Linked DNA regions of Sus scrofa: region 1 is linked to region 2. A link is a contact called in public Hi-C data. All regions are on one chromosome and are shown on one strand. The core of a region is the stretch at or near the end of the contact, and the rest is flanking DNA. Distances in the headings are between cores, read along the strand shown.

Region 1 (4,685 bases), core at 1,412-3,911, 62 kb after region 2:
TGGGAAGAAAAAGCAACTGAAGACAAGACTTTTTTTCTTGCATTAAAACAGTTTAATTGTGCCGAAGCCGGCTTCTTGCGCTTAGCTGTCTCTCCCTGGGGCCCACTCCCAACAGCACCTGCTTGGCACTGGCAGAGCATTTGGGGGCCAAAGTACCATCAGGGACAGACTGGCAAGCCCGCCAGGATGGGTGGCAGTCCCTCCCTAGCCATGCTCAGCTCTGTGGCAGCTGCTGCCTCCCATCCATAGAGTGAGGCCTGCAAACGGGGCTGTGACCCCCTTTCTTGTGCCAGGTGGGGGCTGAGCTGCAGTAGCTTATTGGGGGGGGCAGTGAAGAAGTCTGGAGAGCCTCTGATGACTGAGAACTAGGCGGCCCCCGGGCTGGAGGAGCAGGTACCCCCCACCCCCGCCCGTGACCTTCACAGCGTCTCCTCCAACCTGGGCTCCGCCCTCACCATGAACAGACAGGTGGGCACCCACGGGGCTCTGGGCACCGAGAGGGGTCAAGCAGACAGGGTAGGCTGGGCTCCGTGCTGCCCCCATGGTGGTTTAGACTGGCAAGCCAGTACTTTGAAGGCAGATCAAGCAGATAACACCAGCAACGAAACTACAAAGGATGTGGCCAGCTGATGTCAGAGATGGGGCACCGTTTGTAACCCACAGAGGGAAGGGTGAGACATTGGGAGCCGACGCCATGGAAGGGTGCGGATTGGCGGTGCAGCTGGGGCGGAGACCATTCCAGACACACCTGTAGCAAAGGGCAGAATGTCAACAGGTGCCTATGGGTTTTGAGAGCCAGGCTGTGTGTGCCAGCCTGGGTGGCAGGTGTCTGGTCTCATGGCAGCATCTGAGGTGGCAGGGGCTTCCCAGCCCTTCCAGGGCTTGCCTGGTTCTAGGTTCACCCTGCTCCTCGTGACCCGAAGGTTCGCGTTCTCTCCATTTCGCCGCTGGGAACCTGGGATGTGGGGAGGTGAAGAGCAAGGGTCGAGGGACGAGATTCAAGCCACCCAAGTCCAAAGCCATCATGCACCCCCAAGTTTCACGTGGAAACTACCCTTCCAAGAAAAAACAAGAGTTCCCCGGTGGCTCGGCAGGTTAAAGATCTGGCGTCACTACTGCAGCTCAAGCTCGATCCCTGGCTGGGGAACTTCCACATGTCAGGGGTGCGGCCCCCACCCCACCCCCAAAAAAACCAAAACTGACAGCCCACCCCACCCGTCAAAGTCTGCAGCTATAGACACAGGTTCGAGAAACCCACACTGAAGATTAAATGCTCTCACTCCAGCCTGGGGACCTGAAAGCTTGGGGCAGCCCCTCAATTTCCAGCGTCACCTGAGAGGCAGTGGGCCATGTCTGTGCAAGCTGTAGGAGCACGAAGAAGACCAGCTGGAGTTCCCCTGCGGCACAAGGGGATCAGTGGCATCTTGGGGGTTCAATCCCTGGCCTGGCACAGTGGGTTAAAAATCTGGTGTTGCTGCAGCTGCGGCTTAGGTCTTCAACTAGGCTCTGATTCCTGGCCTGGGAACTCCGTATGCTGCAGGGTAGCCAAAAATGAAAAAAGAACCAAAAACAAAAAAAGAAAACACAAGAGTTTCCGTCATGGTGCAGCAGTAACCTGACTAGCATCCATGAGGTTGCGGGTTTGATCCCTGGCCTCGCTCAGTGGGTTAAGGATCCGGCGTTGCTGTGAGCAGTGGTGTGGGTTGCAGATGCAGCTCAGATCTGGCCTGGCTGTGGCTGTGGCGTAGGCCTGCAGCGGTAGCTCTGATTCAGCCCCTAGCCTGGGAACCTCCGTATGCTGTGGTTGTGGCCCTGAAAAATGAAAAAAAAAAGAAAGAAAACACAGGACTGACAGGTTCTCTTAAAACGTGAGTGTGAGGAGTTCCCTGGTGGCATGCGGCCAAAAAAAAAAAAGAGAAAAGAAGCGTGGAGGGTGAGCAGCACTCCCCAGCCTGCCCCACCCCCTTCGCTGTGGCCAAAGGCTGCCCCAGCCCTGGGAAGCGCCTGCTGATCTGAGGCTTGAAGAGGGCCCCAGAGCAGGCAACTGCCCCATGCTCCCCCGGAGCTCATATCCTGTTTGGGTTTTACAGGTTGTGGGGGGCGGGGATTTTTCTCCCAGCTCTGATGGGGTTTGGAAGGGCAGTGGGTGTGAACTGGGGGTGCCGGCTCCCCCTTGCCTACTCCTCAGATCCCAGCTGGCCAGGATCCTGGGTGAAAGGCCCCCTCCTACAGGCTGGTCCGGGGTCAGGCTGCAGTTCCACCCGGGGCCCCAGAGCTCCTGGAGTCAGAGAACTTTGGGGCGCCCTGCCCACGCGATGCCTCAGATCCCACCCACTGCCTCTGGGCCCCGCAGCACAGCTGTTTTATACCTGGAGGTTCCATGTGAGAGTAGTAACCATTTCTTCTACTCCTCAATAAACAAAAAACTAATCATGCATCTAAGCCAGTGCCTTATCTCAAATGGACTGGTCAGAGGACGTGCCCAAGACCAACAGGCTGGGAAGGTTAGGGAGCCCACCCACTTGTCCTGCCTCCAGCATTCAGAGCAGCCAGCTCCAAAAACAGGGAGAGGGCAGGCCTCGGGGCCACAGGCAGGAGGTGGAATCCTGGCCCTGCCACCTGCTGGGGCGCAGCCATCTGTTCCCTGGGGCCCAGATGCAAACAGTGACCCCTGCTGCCCGGAGGTGGGGCCTGTGAAGGCCCAACAGGAGTGGCCGCCTTTCCTGAGCCCCTCAGGAAGGCTGGTCAGGGTGGGGTGAGGGTCGGTGGGGGGAGCCCAGCACCGCACCCAACTCCCAGATCAACGCAGGCAGGACCCACCCTTCCCTGAAGTGGCTCTCAGACTTAGTGGCGCCCGGGGGCCAGAGGTGTGGTGGCCAAGGGGGGCTCCGGCTTGGCTTCCTGCGCGCCTAGAAGGATTGGTGATTATAAAACCACATGGGGCTGCAGCCGCTGTGGCTGTGAGCGTGGGAGCCCCTACGGCTGTTGGAGCAGCGCAGAGATTTTTGGAAGAAAAGCCAGGATGATGAAATCACCATATGTCCACCCCTGTTTGGACCTTGGACTTTTCAAAAGCCACACCCCTGCCGTGCTGGGGTTGGGGAGAGGGAGAAGTGGGCGTGGGGGGCTGCCGAGGACTAGCTTGGGGAGTGGGGACCCTACATCCCACCATCTGCATCGCCCCCCACCCCCAGCCCAGGAGACACACATTTAAATAAAACCTGGGGGGGGGGGCTGAGCAGCAAGGCAAATCTGCAGGCGCTCCCCACCCACAACCACGCGCTCCTCCTGGAGAGCCCCGCTCTGGCCACCACTGGAGGCCCTTCCCTGTGCCATTTGTCCCCCACACCTGAGAGAGGCAGTTCTCTGTCGTGCAGAGAGACCCAGAGAGACTGGACATCACCCTCTGGAGGCCACAGGCCTGGTTAACAGTAGGCAGGGCTGTAGGATCCCACAGCCCACCTCCTTGTTCCCCGGCTCCTCAGGCAGGAGCGGGGCGCTGCGCTTCTGGTGTGGCCAAGGACAGGGGCGGCCCGCCACTCTAGTTAGCCCCGTGGGACCTTCTGCTGAGGGCGGCTTCTGGAGGCAAGGCTGGGAGAGGCTCAGCCCAGCCACAGCAGCTGAACCTTGACCTTGGGGAAAAGGGAGCCACAGTCCAGGGTCAGGAGGCCCAAGATGTGCAGCGGATGTGACAGACCCTGGAGCCTCTTGCATCTGGGCGCCTTCCAGAACCAAAAGGCTGTGTTCTGGGGGCCAGAAAACCTAGGTTCCCTGCCACTCATTTGCACCGGGCTCCCACCTTCCCCCTCTTCGGGGTCCCCCTCATCTGATCCACCCTCTTTCGGCTAGAGCTGGGTCATGAAACAGACAGATTCCTTTTCTCACCATCTAAGACACTTCTCGGAAACCTTCAGACATCAAGTCCACCACAGTCTGTCCCCTGTCCCCAGAGGCTGGATGCCACATGCTGCCCTTTTGCTGCCAGGCACTGGCCTAAGCCTGGAATCAGGGTAAGGAGCTTGAGGCTGGCACTACCCACCTCCCCGGCCTGGAGGTATCAACCTCTTAACAAGGGAGGGCAATAATAACTCCCTCCTTCCAGCAGGGCCCTTGGAAGATAACAGATCTGCACTCACTTTGAAATGCTAAGAAGTACCTGGGAATGCAAGGTGTAACCTCTGCAAGCCGCTCCCCCAGGGCCAGGTGGGAGCTAGTGCCAGCACCCCAATGCCAAAGGGCGCAGAGTGAGGTGAGGTTATGGGGGGCGTACCTGAGTGGGCCTCCAAGAAGCAGTGACCTGAGGAATGCGAAGAAAGAGGCAGTGGGAAGAGGGGGTTGCCCGAGCTCTTCTGCTCAGACTCACTGACCTGCGGACCACCCACCCCCGCGGCCAGGGTCCTTGCCGCCTGTGGGATCAGAGGGTGGATCTGCTGGGCAGAGCAGGGCCAAGTGCCAGGGCTGTTTCTTTTTCTTTTTCTCTTTCTTTCTTTCTTTCTTTCTGTCTGTCTGTCTGTCTTTCTTTCTGTCTGTCTCTTTCTTTCTGTCTGTCTGTCTGTCTTTCTTTCTGTCTTTTTAGGGCCGCACCCGTGGCATGTGGAGGTTCCCAGGGGTCAAATTGGAGCTGTAGTCACTGGCCTACACCACAGCCACAGCAACGTGGAATCTGATCCACGTCTCCGACCTAC
Region 2 (4,502 bases), core at 1,670-4,169:
AATGCAAAATCCAGGCCCTCCACCGTCTCCAAGTGAAAAGCCGCAGCCCCCCCACACCTTCCATAATCACTTTTACGTCTATCCTGATCTCACTGAGGAAATTCCCAGAGGGGCTTCTCCTGGGTGGGCCATTCCTGGGGAAGGGAGAGAGCACGTGGTTTGCCTGATAAGTTTCTGTCTAATCGGATGTGGGGATACCCTCCGAGAAGCCCTACAAAGCCTGGCCTTCCCCCCTTTTCATTCTTTGAGAAGGAACCCCGGCCCTACACTTCCCCAGACCCTTGAGTTCGCTGAGATCCATGGTCCAGCGCCCAGAGCCAGTGTATCTGTTGCATTTCTGTGGCGTTCACCGCATGTTGTCTGGGGGAGGTGGCAGGAAGGACCTTTCTATCCCTCTGAGTCCTGTCTACTTTGCTGCTCTGACACAGACACTGCACTGTGTCCCGGCCACAGAGGGAATCGGGCTTAAGAGTCAACCCACAGGCACCCACTTCTGAGAGACAGATGTGGCCCCTAGTAAAGTTTTAATGAAAGATAGGACATGCATGCCACCTCAGAGGCAGGAAGCAAACCTAGGAAGCAGGCATCTCAGATTGGAGGTCTGGACATTGGAAATGGCCCCGTGTCCCCACCCCTTGTGTGTACTGCTCTCAATTCCCACTGCTGGGGAGTGGTAGCTCCCTCCTAGACTGAACATAAGGACACTTTTTCCTAGACTCCAGAATCTGCCCTTCTAATCCCACTGCCTTTGGGAGAAGTGATGCTTGTTCATTCACTTGCTCCACAGGCACCGAGGCACACAGCCTCAGTATCCTTTCCTGTAAAACGGGGATGTTAATAGTGCCTCCTGGGAGTTCCCTTCGCCGCATAGTGGTTACCAAACCCGACTAAGATCCATGAGGTTTCGGGTTCCATCCCTGGCCTTGCTCAGTGGGTTAAGGATCCAATGTTGCCGTGAGCTGTGGTGTAGGTCGCAGACACGGCTCAGATCTGGCGTTGCTATGGCTGTGGTGTAGGCCAGCAGGTGCAGCTCGGATTCAACCCCTAGCCTGGGAACCTCCATATGCCGCAGGTGCGGCCCTAAAAAGAAAAAGAAAAAAAATAGTGCCTCCCTATGAGCCTGTGTGGTAAAAAGCAGATGAGGTCATGCACATGGAGTGACACGTCCAGGGTCCAGGACAGTCCATGGGCTCCATTCATGATGTCTCTTATTTCTCCTAATTAATAAATACTCAGTGAACCCAACTCTGCCCCTGGCCTGTCACAGGGGTCAGGCAGATCTCTTGATTCATTTCACAATCATTTTCTGAGCAGCCATCCTATTAGCCAGGCTCCTAGGACAGGGGGGGTCTTAGCGTTTCCTGCAGTTCTCTGAGGCTGTTCCTCAGTCTCTCCCAGGTAAGGAGCTGTCCCGCCTATGAGCCCAACCCCAGGTTAAGAGTGATAAAACAGGCTCACAATAGGAGCAGCTTAAATAGGACTTGCTTGAAGCCACACAGAGCTGGCACTGGAATCTTGATCCCTGCCCCTCAGGCCAGAGGGGCTGCCCTCGCTTCAGGCTGAATTTTGGCTTTAGACTGCAGTCCATCTCCCTGCTAAAGCTAAAATGGAATTATAATTCCATCTTCAGTCATCATGATGTTAGGGTCTTGTGGAGCAGGGCTGGGCAAACTTTTTCTGTAAAGGACCAGAAAATAAATTATTAGGCTTTGTAGGCCTCTGTCTCAAGTACTCAACCCTGCTATGGTAAGAAAGGAGCCCTAGAGAATACTTATTCAAACAAGCACGGCTGTGTAACACTAAAACTTTATTTGTGGACACACTAGTGAAGTTCATATGATTTTCACATCATGAAATCTTACCCATTTGGGTTTTTTCCAACTCTTGGAATATGTAAAAACCATTCTTAGCTCAAGGGTGATACCAAACAATGAATCTCTGCTCAAGGGGGTTGGAATCCATCCTTTGTGTCTTGGGTTTTTGTTTTGTTTTGGGTTTGTTTGTGTTTTTTGTTTTTTGTTTTTGGCTGCTCCAGCAGAATGTGAAAGTTCCCCAGGCCAGGGATTGAACCAGCACCCCAGCAGTGACCCAAGCAATTACAGTGACAACACTGGATCCTTAACCTGATGCAGCACAAGAGAACTCCACTATTGAGTTTGAGGATTTGGGATGTAAAAAATTGTTGTTATTATTATTGTTGTTGTTGTTGCTGTTGTTACAGGGAGGGGCCAGAGGCCTGGCCAACTACAGGGAGAAGGGATGATCAGTTAATCTGTCCCGCATTTCAGGTGAGGAGTGGAAGACAAGACGTCCTTCATGATGCTTTCTGTTTAAATCAGTTTTTCTTTTCCGTAAAATAGTGACAATGATCTCTATCTTAGAAGATCGTTGTGAAGGTTGAATGAGATAAAGGAAGGTAAGGCGTTTTATAAAATGCAAGTGTTTATTCACTTAATCTTTCTAAAGATGCGAGCTGGGGCTCTCGCACTGACTATTCTTCTGGAAAGCGCACAGCGAAGTTGGATGGGACACTGTCCCTTTAAATCCTTCCCAACTACCTCAAGTACTAGTTGGACGAGTCGGCACATGCGCATTCCTTTGCGGGGCTGGTACCTCAAGCCACAACAGCCTTCCCAGAGCCCTTAGGAGAGAGGTTAAAGGTCCTCCCACACAGAATTTATACGCAAGCGTAAATCAAGATTGGGAGCCCTATATCGTACCGCGAGCCCAGTCCCTTTTTCGCGCCTCAAGGCTCCGCCCCCGCGGCCAATCAGGAGGCCTCGCCCTTCCCAGTGGCCAATGGCAATAAGCGTGGGGGGCGTGGTCAGGCGTCCGGGGGTGCGGCCTGGCGCTAAGAGAAGCGGCGGGGTGAGCCGGGGGCTCTAGTGAACAGCGCAACCGGACGGGGAACGCTGGCGGGCGGCAAGCGGAGGCGGCCCGGGCCCGGCGCTCTCCGAGATGTCACGATGGCTGTGGCCATGGTCAAACTGTGTGAAAGAGCGGGTCTGCCGCTACTTGCTGCACCACTACTTGGGTCACTTCTTCCAGGAGCACCTCAGCCTGGACCAGCTCAGCCTCGATCTATACAAGGGCAGCGTTGCCCTGAGGGATATACACCTGGAAATCTGGGTGAGGATTCAGGCCGGAGCCCTGGAAGGGTCCGAACGGGGAGGAGGGGGCGCAGCGACCTGAGGCTCCTTGCGAAAGAATCGGACTAGGGGACCAGGCACCGGGGTGGAAAGGCCTTGGGCGTCCAGCCCCTTCCAGGGGTCACAGGGACCCCAGCTGATCGCCTCTAGAGCCAGAAGCTGTACGGGAAGGGGGTTCCTGCCTCTGCTTCACAGGAGGGGAAACTGAGACTGAGGATTGGGATGTCACTCATCTGGAGATAAGTGACAGAATAAGCATATCATGTTTGAGGCCCGAGTTGAGCACTTGGTGCCAATGGGGCTTAGGAAAGGGAGGGGAGGGATCAGAGAAACCAGGGGGCCTCTGTTGGGACCAGGCCAGGGAAGTGACAGAGTTTGGGCATATCGCTGGTTAGGGGAGTCTGGAAGAGGTCCAGGACCCTGCTGAGGGCACCTGTGGGAAAGGTGCCCTGACCTCCTAACCCCACGACCCTGGGCCCAGGGGGTGGGGTTCACCGCGGGATATGTATGTCAACAACCGCGTCAGCACCAGTGTTGATCAACACTTTGTGTGGCTGCCTCGCTGCCTTACTTCCTGCTTTGGAGAGAGTGGGATGGACCAAGTTGGTGTTTGGGGAGGGGCTTGGGCATCCGGCATCCCCACCTAGAGGAAAGCCCTCGGAGAAAGGTGGAGAGGCCTGGCCTCAGGCAGAGAAGAGCGACTTTGGGGAAGCAGAGAGGAGTAAAGTCTGGGTCAGGCCTGAGCCTGGGGGCTGTGACTCACCGTTCAGCTGACCTGGGAAGTTGCAAAGTTGCTTAGAGGCACCAGACCGGGTCTGGCACTGGGTCAGCCCCCCAGTCCAAAGTAACAGGGGTGGGCATGGAATCAGGGGCTTCTCAGTCTTCTGGGGGAGCAGACAGGGTGCTCAGCCTTAATACAGTCTGGGCAGGAGAAGCCGGCCTTCCTGAGCAGAGACTCCTGAGCCCGGAGTTGGTGGCACTTCTTGCCTGTGAATCCCGGTGCAGGAGACCTTTTCTGACCTCTGACCTCAGCCTCTTTCTGTGTTCCCACCCACCCTGCCCTCTGGTTAGGGATTTAATTGGCTCCTAGCTAGGCTGCTTTCCTCTTGGCCTCCAGGGAGGGCTTGGGCCGAGGTGGATTGAAGGTGCTTTCCCAGGATGCCAGCCCTTCTCCCAGCTGCCTGGCCTGCAGGTCCCCAGAGTGCCTGGGACCCCAGGAGAGGATGAGAAATGAGGCATGGGTCTCAGTCCCTGTCCCCATAGTATACAGGGTGACAAGCCTAGTCCCTGAAGTGTTCCCATCTGTGGCTCTCTGAGTGAGGAATTTGGACTTGATCTCTTTGGGTCTCCTGG

What was found. Hi-C and Micro-C count contacts between places; a contact is called where the count stands out from the background.
Region 1: a Hi-C map of mesenteric adipose tissue shows a contact between it and region 2, with 2.7 times the contacts expected there. The contact joins the enhancer-like site here to the promoter of ATG2A in region 2. A contact is called at or near these places in 5 of 47 Hi-C or Micro-C datasets (alveolar macrophages, embryonic fibroblasts, fetal liver and 2 more) and 1 of 2 datasets of contacts at active chromatin or transcription factors (alveolar macrophages).

What each region holds. Positions count from the first base shown.
Region 1 is chr2:7,321,515-7,326,199 of Sscrofa11.1, forward strand. It overlaps EHD1 (EH domain-containing protein 1), which reads left to right. Exons shown (of 5, transcript XM_021082871.1): 5 at 1-66. Among named protein-coding and RNA genes, the nearest start is that of CDC42BPG, 4.4 kb to the right of the region's middle. Within about 2 kb of position 2,662, at least 33 of the 83 cell types and tissues checked have an H3K27ac peak or open chromatin away from gene starts, as enhancers often do. A contact at or near this core is called in fetal liver and mesenteric adipose tissue, where this site is marked.
Region 2 is chr2:7,259,112-7,263,613 of Sscrofa11.1, forward strand. It overlaps ATG2A (autophagy related 2A), which reads left to right and starts at 2,920. Exons shown (of 43, transcript NM_001190278.1): 1 at 2,920-3,129. The coding sequence starts at 2,959.